2 separate regions of the Pan troglodytes genome follow, and region 1 is linked to region 2. The links are chromatin contacts, called in public Hi-C maps. All regions are on one chromosome and are shown on one strand. The core of a region is the stretch at or near the end of the contact, and the rest is flanking DNA. Distances in the headings are between cores, read along the strand shown. Region 1 holds the start of KISS1R (KISS1 receptor). Region 2 has its middle 22 kb from the start of MISP.

Region 1 (6,256 bases), core at 2,920-5,419, 150 kb after region 2:
GGGGGGGGGCGGACCCGTGGGTGGGGACGCGGAGCCGGGAGTGGGGGGAGTCGGACCCGGGAAGTGGGGGCACGGACCGAGGAGTTGGGGGGCGGACCCGGAGAGTGAGGGGGTGGACCCGGGAATGGAGGCGCGGACCAGTGCAGTGGGGGAGCGGACCCGGGAGTTAGGGGGGCGGACCGGGGAGTGGGGCGCGGACTGGGGATTAGGGTGCGGACCGGGGAGTAGGGGGGGGAACAGGTAAGTGGGGACGTGGACCCGGGTCCCCTCCCCCAGCGAGCCCCCGCAGCGGCAGGAGGGTGTCCCCGCTGAGTAACAATGAAGACCCCCCACCCAGCCTGGGGGTCCACAGCGGGCAAGAAGGGAAGGCAGGACAGGCTGAAGCCCCGGAAGAGGAGCAAGGGGAGCGAGGGGAACGAAGGGAACGAGGGGAGGGAAGGGAAAGGAGGGGAGGGGAGGGAAGGGAAAGGAGGGGAGGGGAGGGGGGGAGAGGATCTCAGGGGAGGGAGCCCAGCCCCCCGGCGCCCGCCGCGCCCCGCCCGCCCGCGCTCACAGCAGCCGCCGCCCGCCCGGGGTGCCCTCCGCCGCCTCCGGGCTGCACTCGGGGTTCTCCAGCGCGACCATGGCTCGCACGCTGTCGCCGCCGCCGCCGCCCGGCAGGGCCTTCACCGGGCCGGGCAGGAAGTGACGGGCGCCCGGAGGCGGGCAGGGGCGGGGCCTGGGGCTGCGCGGCGGGGCCGGGGCACCCACCTCCCGGCTGCCGGGAACGAACGCGGAAACCCAGGCGCGCGGGGAGGGGATCCAGCCCCTGGGGGGACGAACGGGGAAACCGAGGCGCGCGGGGCGGGGATCCAGCCAACAGGGAACGAACGGGGAAACCGAGGCAGGCGGGGCCGGGATCCAGCACCTGGGGGGACGAAAGGGGAGACTGAGGCGGGAGGCGGGGCCGGCCACGATCCCTACACCCAGAAATCTAGCTCCGGGAAGGAGGGACACCTAGGCGAGGGGTCGAAAACTCAACCACAACCCGGCGTCCCGATCCGGGCTGCGGACTGAGCCAGGAATCCAGCCCAGGGAGGCGAGGAGACACGGACAGGGAAACTAAGGCCTGGGCATCGACGAGGGAGGGAACGTTCTTTTTGGAGGCAGAGGATGGCGGAAATTAAAACTGCCCGAGCCTTCCTTCCACCTGCCCCTCCCAGCCCTGGAGCCTCGGCTAGGCAACCCCTTCCCCTGCTTAGCCTCAGTTTACTCTTCTCTAAAATTAGGCCTGGTGGCCAACGTGGTGGCTCACGCCTGTAATCCCAGCACTTTGGGAAGCCAAGGCCAGTGGATCACTTGAGTCCAGGTGTCTGAGACTAGCTTGGGCAACATGATGAAAACCCATCTCTACAATAAAAAGAAAGGGCCGGGCGCGGTGGCTCACACCTGTAATCCCAGCACTTTGGGAGGCCGAGGTGGGCGGATCACAAGGACAGGAGATCGAGACCATCCTGGCTAACACGGTGAAACCCCCTCTCTACTAAAAATACAAAAATTAGCCAGGCGTGGTGGTATGCACCCGTAGTCACAGCTACATGGGAGGCTGAGGCACAAGAATCGCTTGAACATGGGAGGCAAAGGTTGCAGGGAGCCGTCCACTTCACTCCAGCCTGGGCCACAGAGTAAGACTCTACTCTGTCTCAAAAAAAAAAAAAAAAAAAAAAAAAAAAAGCCAGGCACAGTGGCTCACACCTGTAATCCCAGCACTTTGAGAGGCCAAGGCGGGTGGATCATGAGATCAGGAGATTGTGACCATCCTGGCTAACACGGTGAAACCCCATCTCTACCAAAAATACAAAAAATTAGCCGGGCATGGTGGCAGGCGCCTGTAGTTCCAGCTACTCAGGAGGCTGAGGCAGGAGAATGGCGTGAACCCAGGAGGCGGAGCTTGCAGTGAGCCGAGATTATGCCATTGCACTCCAGCCTGGGCAACAGAGCGAGACGCTGTCTCAAAAAAAAAAAAAAAAAGAAAAAAAAAAAAAAGAAAAGAAAAAGAAAAGAAAAGAAAAAGAAAGAAAGAGTAAGGAGGAAAAAGAAAAGGATGAGAAACTATAGATAGACACAAAAAAGCGTGCACTGTGAGATTCCTATAGATAAATGTGCAAAGAGGTGAAAAACGACAATGGAGAGATGGATCAGGAGTGACTGGCAGGGGAGCTGGGCATCGGGAATGAGTGGTTTCCCCATCCATCAGGCACAGGGTAAGGGTAGATGCTCAAAGAATGGACCTGAACATTTATTCGTGAGAGAGGGAGGCAACTCCAGAGAACTTCCTGGGCCTTCCTCCCATTCTGGGTTCCAGGGCTTCCCTTCAGGGGCCTGTCCTGTCTGTACCTTCTTCTTCTTCTTCTTCTTTTTTTTTTTTTTGGAGAGAGTCTCGCTCTGTCACCCAGCCTGCAGTGATGCAATCTCAGGTCATTGCAACCTCCACCTCCTGGGCTCAAGTGATTCTCCTGCCTCAGCCTCCCAAGTAGCTGGGATTACAGGCACCCTCCACCATGCCCGGGTAATTTTTGTATTTTTAGTAGAGACCAGGTTTCACCACGTTGGCCAGGCTGGTCTGGAACTCCTGACCTCAAGTGATCCACCTGCCTCGGTCTCCCAATGTGCTGGGATTACAGGCATGAGCCACTGTGCCCGGCCTATTCATTTATTTTCCTCCCTTTTTTGTCTTTTTTTATGCAAATGGCAGCACCTTTTTCTTCGCTGTGTATTACTCCATGATGACCAAACATCTTGGAACTCTGTTGCAGGATGGACTTTGGGGGAACCTCCTTGATGTCATCCTGGGGTACACTTCCAGCTGTGGGATTATGGGGTCAAGGTTGTGCTGACCGGGCTGGGTGGCTCATGCTTGTCATCCCAGCACTTTGGAAGGCTGAGGCAGGAGGACTGCTTGAGCTCAGGAGTTCAAGACAAGCCTGGGAAACCTAGTGAGATCTCGTCTCTACAAAAAAATTTAAGGGGTGAGGAGAGAGGGATAGCTTTAGGAGATATACCTAATGCTAAATGACGAGTTAATGGGTGCAGCACACCAGCATGGCACATGTATACATATGTAACTAACCTGCACATTGTGCACATGTACCCTAAAACTTAAAGTATAATAATAATAAAATAAAATAATAGATAAATAAAAATTTAAAAAAACTTTATTTGCAAAAAAATAAAAAATTAAAAATTAAAAAAAAATTAGCTGGGCTGGGAGCAGTAGCTCACGCCTGTAATCCCAGCACGTTGGGAGGCCTAGGAGGGTGGATCACCTGAGGTCAGGAGTTCGAGACCAGCCTGGCCAACGTGGTGAAACCTGGTCTCTACTAAAAATACAAAAATTACCCGGGCATGGTGGCAGTCGCCTGTAATCCCAGCTACTCGGGAGGCTGAGGCAGGAGAATTGCTTGAACCCGGGAGGCGGAGGTTGCTTTGAGCCGAGATCGTGCCACTGCACTCCAGCCTAGGCAACAGAGCAACACCCTGTCTCAATAATGATAATAAAAGGCCGGGCGCGGTGGCTCACGCCTGTAATCCCACCACTTTGGGAGGCCGAGGAGGGTGGATCACAAGGTCAGGAGATCAAGACCATCCTGGCTAACACGGTGAAACCCTGACTCTACTAAAAGTACAAAAAATTAGCCGGGCGAGGTGGCAGGCGCCTGTAGTCCCAGCTACTCAGGAGGCTGAGGCAGGAGAACGGCGTGAAGCCGGGAGGCGGAGCTTGCAGTGAGCCGAGATGGAGCCACTGCACTCCAGCCTGGGCGACCTGAGCGAAACTCTGTCTCAAAAAAATAAATAAATACATAAATCAGTAATAATAATAATAATAATAAGGCTGTGGCCTTTGCAAGGTGCCCTCCACCTGGTTCCTGCTGCTAGTGTCCCTGCGGGTATCAGACACCCCTTGTCAGTCATGTGGGACACATTCAGTCCCAAACCGCCAGATCGGGGACTTCCCTCACCTGCCCTGAACTTTCCATGGCTCTCCAGGGTCCTGGTGACAAACCCAAGCTATCCTCACTCAGGGTCTCCGCTGAGGGCTGGCCTCCCCGCCAGGCTGGGCCCACCCCCTGGAGCCCCAGCCCCTAGGAGGGTCAAAGCCCTTCCCATATTCACAGGCCTTAGAGTTCGCGCCTTGGCTGGGCTCCTAGTCCGGGCTGAGCGTCTACTCGCTGGTTAAGGTCGGTCCTTCCAGGTCCACAGCAGCCTCCACGCGGCCCACCCCCTGCCTGCTCCGCCCCCCTCAGCCCCCTCCCGCGCTCTCACTCCGACCTTGCACCGGGAGGAGGGAATAGGGGGGTTGCCGCTGGGTGAATAGAGGGCGCGTGGGCAGGGGAGGGAGTGGCGAGCGGCTGCCGGAGAGGCGGTAAGGCAAGGACAGGGGAGGGGGGCACGGGCTATAAACGCTCGGCTGCAGCGGCGCCGGCAGAGGAGCCGCCGAGCCCAGCACAGCTGCCCTCTGGACCCTGCGGACTCCGGCCGAGCCCCTTCCTGAGTTCCACAGGCGCAGCCCCCGGGCGGTCGGGCGGAGGGGTCCCCGGGGCGGTGCCAGGGCGCAATCCTGGAGGGCGGCCGGGAGGAGGAGGTGCGCGCGGCCATGCACACCGTGGCTACGTCCGGGCCCAACGCGTCCTGGGGAGCACCGGCCAACGCCTCCGGCTGCCCGGGCTGTGGCGCCAACGCCTCGGACGGCCCAGTCCCTTCGCCGCGGGCCGTGGACGCCTGGCTCGTGCCGCTCTTCTTCGCGGCGCTGATGCTGCTGGGCCTGGTGGGGAACTCGCTGGTCATCTACGTCATCTGCCGCCACAAGCCGATGCGGACCGTGACCAACTTCTACATCGGTGAGTGCGGGCGCTGCGCCGCACCTGCTGCCGTCCCGGGGGCTCCGAGGGCCGAGCGGCCTGGGGCGCCCTCTCGCGACGCATCGGGGCCCTCTCGGACCCGGCTCGGTCCCCTGCAGGGGTCCCCCCCACCTCGAATCTTTTCCCTGTGGTCCCTGCACCTGAGGCTAGAGGTCGCAAACTCCAGCGCGGGCGGGCCCGGGCGGGCCGGAGGGTGGGGAGTGTGGCACATGGAAACCTCGACCTGGCCACTCGCGGGGCTCGCCCCGGTGCAGCGCGGGCCAAAGGCTCGGTGTCAGCTGAACAAAGGGCTGGGGGAGGGGCTGGCTTGGCCCGCGGGCCTTCGTTTGCGACCCCTGCCCCGGTGGCTCTCTGAGCCTGTTTATGCATTTGTGTCCTGGGGTCCCCTATCACACACAGCTGTGAGCCCAGTCGGTGGCTGCTGGGCCGGCACCATTGTCTCCAGTTTGCAGTTGTGGAAACTGAGGCTCAGAGGGTCAGGGGCCTGCTTAGGCTCCCCCAGCCCGGACAGGGCCCAGCAGAACCGATTTCTGCCGGAATGGCCAGGAAATCCGAGCCGGAGGCGTAATGTTTGAGATGTAAGGGGGAATTACTAGAAGGCGCCCCAACTTCTCCGCCCGAGGAGGCCAGGGGCGCTGGGGGGGGCCTCCCTGAGCCATCCTGCTGGTCACTCGGACCAAGGTGGGGGCCAGGGGTCAGGGCCAGGAGCGCTGGGCGGTTCCCGCGGCCAGTGGCGCCCACGCCCAGCGCCCGCGCATCCCCACCGCAGCCAACCTGGCGGCCACGGACGTGACCTTCCTCCTGTGCTGCGTCCCCTTCACGGCCCTGCTGTACCCGCTGCCCGGCTGGGTGCTGGGCGACTTCATGTGCAAGTTCGTCAACTACATCCAGCAGGTGCGCTCCGGAGCAGGAGGGGAGAGGGCGCACTTGGGGACGGGCGGGGGTGCGCTCCGCAGTGGGAGGGGAGGGGATCGTACGTGGGGACGGGGAGGGGGGGTGCGCTGCGGAGCAGGAGGGAAGGGAGCGCACGTGGGGACGGAGGGAGATGCGCTCAGAAGCTGGAGGGGAGGGGGCGCATGGTGGGGCGGGGCAGGGGTGCACTCTGGAGCAGGAGGGGAGGAGGCGCACGTGGGGACGAGGCGCACGTGGGGACGAGGAGAGGGGATGCGCTCCGGAGCGGGGGGCGGGCGCATGTGGGGAGGGGGAGCCCACGTGGGAAGGGGGGACGGACCTTGGGCGGGGCGCGAGGCAACGCATAGGAGAACCAGGGGCTGGGGTGCCCAGCTTGCGGGAAGGGGCTGGGCGGTGGTGCAGCCTAGAACTGGAGTGGGGGGCGGGAATGGGGGAGGGATGCAGAC
Region 2 (6,741 bases), core at 1,900-4,399:
GGAGTTCGAGACCAGCTTGACCAACATGGTGAAAGTCCGTCTCTACTAAAAATACAAAAAATTAGCTGGGCGTGGTGGCAAATGCCAGTAATCCCAGCTACTTGGGAGGCTGAGGTAGGAGAATCACTTGAACTGGGGAGGTGGAGATTGCAGTGAGCCAAGATCGTGCTATTGCACTCCAGCCTGGGCAACAAGAGCAAAACTCCATCTCAAAAAACAAAACAAAACAAAAGGCCAGGAACTGTGGCTCAGGCTTGTAATCCCAGCATTCTGGGAGGCCGAGGTGAGTGGATCCCCTGAGGTCAGGAGTTCAAGACCAGCCTGGCCAACGTGGCCAAACCCCATCTCTACTAAAAATACAAAAATTAGCCAGGCACGGTGGTGCACACCTTTAATCCCAGCTACTCCAAAGGCTGAGGGAGGAGAATTGCTCCAACCCAGGTGGCAGAGGTTGCAGTGGGCCAAGATGGTGCCACTGGACTCCAGCCTGGGCGACAGAGTGAGACTCTGTCTCAAAAAAAAAAAAGCAATCTCTCCCCGTCTCTCTCAGGCTCACCTTCCTGCCTCCTCTTGTGAGGGCCATGTGAGGACACTGGGCCTCCATGTCACCCAGGATGTTCTCCTGTCTCACGGTCCATCACTCAGTCCCATCTGCAGGTGCTTCTGCCACGAGAGGCGACACGGCCACAGGTCCCGGGGATTAGGACAGGGATGTCTTTGGGGCCATTGTTCTGCCCACGACAGAGGATCTCGACATCCCCCTTCTCTGTGACCCTTCAGTCACCTCTAATCAGGGCCGCCCAGGACTGTTGCACAGGTTGTGCCCTGCACAAGCCCCCTGCCAAGACCAAAGGGCAAGGCTCTGTGCGCGGCCGGGGTCCCCGTCTTCAGTGTCCCTGGCCCTGGCTGTGGCCTGTTGCCAGACACCACGTCACCAAGGGGTGCATTATTCCCACATCATCCCAGTTGGACGGTCACCTCACCCTGCCCATCGTCCTGCCAGCAAGATGGTCCCACAGCAGCCCCAGTTCTCAGAGGCTCGGCAGGGTCTCCCCTGACCCCGTAATGCCCCTCACTGCCCCTGGGCGCTGGGTTCAAGAAGAACCGCCTGCTTCGTTGCAGGAAGTGATGTCCACCCCCAACTCTGGATCAGAGGCCACGATCTATCCTCCAGACTCAACACCAGGTCCCCAGCCCTTTATCTCTCCTGTCTGTCTGTCCATTTCTGGTGTTCAGGCCTCTCTCTCCACGTCTATCTCCCTGTTTCTGTCCCTCCTGACCTCTCTCTTTTTCCATGATTTTTGCTTTCCTCCCTCCCCGTCTCATCCTAAATTTGTTTTTTTGTATTTTGTTTTTTTTGAGACGAAGTCTCGCTCTGTCGCCCAGGCTGGAGTGCAGTGACGCCATCTCGGCTCACTGCAAGCTCCGCCTCCCGGGTTCAAGGGATTCTCCCACCTCAGCCTCCCGCGTAGCTGGCATTACAGGTGCCCGCCACCACGCCCGGCTAATTTTTGTATTTTTAGTAGAGACGGGGTTTCTCCATGTTGGGCAGGCTGGTCTCAAACCCCTGACCTCAGGTGATCCGCCCGCCTCGGCCTCCCAAATTACTGGGATTATGGGCATGAGCCACCACACCCGGCCCTCATCCTAAATTCTTAAAACCTGCTCTCCTCCCAGCCATGATTTTCTTTGTCCTGTGCCATAAAGAATTCTCAGAAGCAGGATGTAGCTTCTGCTGCTCAAGGCTGAGTCCAGCCAGTGGGATCTGGTGTCACTGCCTGCAGACCCCTCAGTCAAGAGCGGGGTGGGGGGGCAGCAGGGGCTACAGTAACAGCCCGGATGGTCCTACTCCTGAAGGCACCCCACCCTGCTGTCCAGAGGAGAGACCGAGGCTCAGACATTTGAGCCCCACATAACCCAGCCTGCCACACACTTCAGACTCCAACAGTGTAGCCCCTGTACCCCAGAAGTCACTTCAGCAAATCACTCAGGGCTCCACCTCACATCTGTCCCCAAGGACCTGGGGACTTGCTCACTCAGCAGAAGACCAAGAGGAGGAAGATGTGGTGGCTCACGCCTGTCATCCCAACACTTTGGGAGGCTGAAGCGGGCGGATCACCTGAGGTCAGGAGTTCGAGACCAGCCTGGCCAACATGGTGAAACCCCATCTCTACTAAAAATACAAAAAATAGGTGTGGTGGTGGGCGCCTGTAATCCCAGCTACCCGGGAGGCCGAGGCAGGAGAATCCTTTGAACCCAGAAGGTGGAGGTTGCACTGAGCCAAGATTGTGCCACTGCACTCCGGCCTGGGCGACAGAACAAGGCTCTGTCCTAAAGAATTAATTAATTAATTTAAAAATAAAAAGAAAATGTGCACTTTCATCTTGTATTATTCTGTCCTTTTGTTTGTTTGAGATAAAGTTTCGCTCCGTTTGCCCAGGCTGGAGTGCCGTGGCATGATCTCTGCTCACCGCAACCTCTGCCTCCTGAATTCCAGCGATTCTCCTGCCTCAGCCTCTCAAGTAGCTGGGATTACAGATTACAGGCCCACGCCCCCACCACGCCCAGCTAATTTTGTATTTTTAGTAGAGACAGGGTTATCTCCATATTGGCCAGGCTGGTCTCGAACTCCTGACTCCAGGTGATCCACCTGCCTCAGCCTCCCAAAGTGCTGGGATTACAGGCGTGAGCCACCTCGCCCCGCCTATTCTGTCCTGTTTTTTTAAGATTTAGTTTGCCGGGTGCAGTCGCTCACACCTGTAATCCCACCATTTTGGGAGGCCGAGGCGGGCGGATCACAAGGTCAGGAGATCGAGACCAGCCTGGCCAATGTGGTGAAACCCTGTCTCTACTAAAAATACAAAAATTAGCCGGGCGCAGTGGTGCGCACCTGTAATCCCAATTACTCGGGAGGCTGAGGCAGGAGAATCGCTTGAACCCGAGAGGTGGAGGTTGCAGTGAGCCAAGATCGCGCCACGGCACTCCAGCCTGGGCGACAGAGCAAGACTGTGTCTCAAAAAAAAAAGATTTAGTTTAATTCCTGTAATGAGTCAGCCCCTTGGAAAATCAGACAGAATTCTGCCTGCTGAGCAGACACATTCCAGAAGTTACTCTGTGAGAGGTTTAGACGAATTCCTAGTGAAATTTCCAGGGGCGGGAGAGCGTGTCTGGAAGGTCTGCGGACATCACAGCAATCACAGAGGCCTTTGGGGCGGGCAAAACTGTCCGCTGGCGCTTGCTGCTAGCAGGAGGGAGTTCATATTCTTTCCTGGTTTCCTCCTGGCTCAGTGTATCATGATATGCCAGGGAAAGGAGGAGAATTCTCTTTTTTGTTTGTTTGGTTTTTTGAGACAGAGTCTCACGCTGTTGCCCAGGCTGGAGTGCAGCGGCGCAATCTCAGCTCACCACAACGTCTGCCTCCTGGGTTCAAGCGATTCTCCTGCCTCAACCCCCGGAGTAACTGGGATTACAGGCACCCCCCACCACGCCTGGCTAATTTTTGTATTTTTAGTAGAGACGGGGTTTCTCCATGTTGGGCAGGATGGTCTGGAACTCTAGACCTCAGATGATCCACCCGCCTCAGCCTCCCAAAGTGCTGGGGTTACAGGCATGAGCCACGGCACCTGGCCTCAACTCCATTTTAATTAACCCTGCAGGGGCCAGGCATGGTAGCTCATGCCTGTAATCCTGGCATTTTGGGAAGCTGAGGCAGGAGGTGGATCACCTGAGGTCAGGAGTTTGAGACCAGCGTGACCAACATGGTGAAACCCTGTCTCTAGTAAATACAAAAAATTAGCTGGGCATGGTGGCAGGCGTCTGTAATCCCAGCTACTCGGGAGGCTGAGGCAGGAGAATCGCTTGAACCCAGGAGGCAAAGATTGTGGTGAGCCGAGATCGCACCATTGCACTCCAGGCTGGGCAACAAGAGCGAGACTCCAACTCAAAAAATAAAAATAAATAAATAAATAAATAATAAAAATTAAAAAAATTAGGCAGGCGTGGTAGCGCGTGCCTAGTCCCAGCTACTCAGGAGGCTGAGACACGAGAATCACTTAAACCTGGGAGATGGAGGTTGCAGTGAGCTGAGATCGCGCCACTACACTCCGGCCTGGGCAACAGAGCAAGACTTCGTCTCAAAAATAAATAAATAAAATAAAGAGATTTAGGAGAGGACACAAGCAAACACAACTCAGACTGACTTTGGCAAAACCAGGCTTTATGGGTTCCCGTAACTGAAACATCAATGTAGGGCCAGCTTCAGGCTCAGCTGGTTCCAGGTGCCACACAGCATCCTCAGGTTCCTTCGGTGTTGGGAGCTCAGGCTCCAAGCCCAGGACAGAGTCCCAGCTCTGCCACATGCCCCTGAGGGACCCTGGGCAAGGCCTACCCCTCTCCCAGCCTCAGTGTCCTTATCTGTAAGTGAAGTCGCCACATTGACATCCCTGCCCTGGGGGACGTCATGAGGGTCACCGGGCACCTGGTGAAAATCAGTGAGGAATAAGAATGAATGTTGAGGCCGGGCGCGGTGGCTCATGCCTGTAATCCGAGCACTTTGGGAGGCCGAGGCGGGCGGATCACGAGGTCAGGAGATTGAGACCATCCTGGCTAACATGGTGAAACCCCGTCTCTACTAAAAATACAAACAATTAGCCGGGCGTGGTGGCGGGCGCCTGTAGTCCCAGCTACTCCGGAGGCTGAGGCAGGAGAGTGGCGTGAACCCGGGAGGTGGAGCTTGCAGTGAGCCGAGATCGCGCCACTGCACTCCAGCCTGGGCGACAGAGCGAGACTCCGTCTCAAAAAAAAAAAAAAAAAAGAATGAATGTTGGTTCTGACCAAGTAAATTAACGAATTCTCAGCAGACAATGACTTCCATGTGACTTTCTGGTGTGAGCCGGAGAGGAGCCGACGCACGCTGCCACCAGAGGGCGGCAAACACCAAGGATGCAGCCGCGGCCCTCGCCCCACCAGGGAGAAAACGCACCTGCCGCCACTTTCACGTTCTCATTCCCGTAACCGGATGGTGTTTGCTTAGTGCTCCTTGAAAGCCTGGACAGGGCCGGGCACGGTGGCTCATGCCTGTAATCCCAGCACTTCGGGAGGCCAAGGCGGGCGGATCACTTGAGGTCAGGAGTTCAAGACCAGCCTGGCCAACGTGGCAAAACCCCGTCTCTACTTAAAAAAAAAAAAAAAAAATTAGCTGGGTGTGATGGCGTTCACCTGTAATCCCAGCTACTCAGGAAGCTGAGGCAGGAGAATTGCTTCAACCTGGGAGGTGGAGGTTGCAGTGAGCTGAGATTGAGCCATCGCACTCCAGCCTGGGTGACAGAGGGAGACTCCATCTAAAAAAAAAATTATTTGTAGAGATGACAGAGTGAGACTCCATCTAAAAAAAAAAATTATTTGTAGAGATGGGGTTCTCACCATGTTTCCCAGGCTGGTCTTGAACTCCTCAAGTGATCCTCCTGCCTCATCCCCACAAAGTGCTGGGATTACAGGTGTGAGCCATCGAGCCCGGCCCTGACCAACTATTTAGAGGTAGAAAACAGAGCCCGCAGGGCCGGGCGCAGTGGCTCACACCTGTAATCCCAGCACTTTGGGAGGCCGAGGCCCTTGGATCACGAGGGCAGGAGATTGAGACCATCCTGGCTAACAAGGTGAAACCCTGTCTCTACTAAAAATACAAAAAAATTAGCCGGGTGTGGTGGGGGGCACCTGTAGTCCCAACTACTCAGGAGGCTGAGGCAGGAGAATCACTTGAACCTGGGAGGAGGCGGAGCTTGCAGTGAGCTGAGATCGCGCCACTGCACTCCAGCCTGGGCGACAGAGCGAGACTCCATCTCAAAAATAAAAATAAAAATAAATAAAATTAGCCGGAAGTGGCCGAGTGTGGTGGCTCTTCCACAGCAGCCAGAGGGCGCCTGTGAGGCTGACTGGAGGTGTCCCTGCTCTGCCCACAGCCCTCCATGGCTCCCATTTCCCTCTGGGTAGCAGCCCGAGTCCTCCGTGCAGCCCACAAGGCTCTGCCCAGTCCCCTCTCTCCTCTCCCTCCTCCCTCTCTCCTCTCCCTCCTCCCTCTCTCCTCTCCCTCCTCCCTCTCTCCTCTCCCTCCTCCCTCTCTCCTCTCCCTCCTCCCTCTCTCCTCTCCCTCCTCCCTCTCTCCTCTCCCTCCTCCCTCTCTCCTCTCCCTCCTCCCTATCTCCCCCTCCTCCTCTACCCAGTCCCCTCTCTCCTCTCCCTCCTCCCTGTCTCCCCATCCTCCTCTGCCAGTCCCCTCTCTCCTCTCCCTCTTCCCTGTCTCCCCCTCTGCCCAGTCCCCTCTCTCCTCTCCCTCCTCCCTGTCTCCCCCTCCTCTGCCCAGTCCCCTCTCTACTCTCACTCCTCCCTGTGTCCCCCCTTCCTCTGCTCCAGCCACACGGGCCTCCTCCCTGTTCCTCCAACTTACCAGGCGGGGTCCTGCCCCAGGGCCTTTGCCTCCCCAGGCAAGGTCCGGCCCCAGGGCCTTTGCACGGCCATGTCCTCTGCCTGGTTTCCCTTCCCCAGGTACCCACTGGGTTCATTTCTTCAATTCTTTCAAGGCTTTGGTGAACACTCCCCTCATCACACAGCTGTTGCTCAGTAAATATGGCAGAATAAATAGCTGGGCAGGGCTCGGTGGCTCATGCCTATGATCCTAGCACTTCTGGAGGCTGAGGCAGGAGGCTCACTTGAGCTCAGGAGTTGGAGACTAGCCTGGCCAACGTA

What was found. Hi-C and Micro-C count contacts between places; a contact is called where the count stands out from the background.
Region 1: a Hi-C map of stem cell-derived neural progenitor cells shows a contact between it and region 2, with 4 times the contacts expected there. The contact joins the promoter of KISS1R here to the enhancer-like site in region 2. A contact is called at or near these places in 4 of 7 Hi-C or Micro-C datasets (blood, induced pluripotent stem cells, a lymphoblastoid cell line and 1 more), 1 of 1 datasets of contacts at active chromatin or transcription factors (stem cell-derived excitatory neurons) and 1 of 1 other capture datasets (stem cell-derived neural stem cells).

The regions. Positions count from the first base shown.
Region 1 is chr20:3,198,936-3,205,191 of NHGRI_mPanTro3-v2.0_pri, forward strand. It overlaps KISS1R (KISS1 receptor), which reads left to right and starts at 4,170. Exons shown (of 5, transcript XM_016934502.4): 1 at 4,170-4,877; 2 at 5,668-5,792. The coding sequence starts at 4,634. It overlaps R3HDM4 (R3H domain containing 4), which reads right to left and starts at 695. Exons shown (of 8, transcript XM_024351888.3): 1 at 554-695. The coding sequence starts at 624.
Region 2 is chr20:3,050,817-3,057,557 of NHGRI_mPanTro3-v2.0_pri, forward strand. No RefSeq gene overlaps it. Among named protein-coding and RNA genes, the nearest start is that of MISP, 22 kb to the left of the region's middle. Within about 2 kb of position 3,150, at least 3 of the 24 cell types and tissues checked have an H3K27ac peak or open chromatin away from gene starts, as enhancers often do. A contact at or near this core is called in stem cell-derived neural progenitor cells and stem cell-derived neural stem cells, where this site is marked.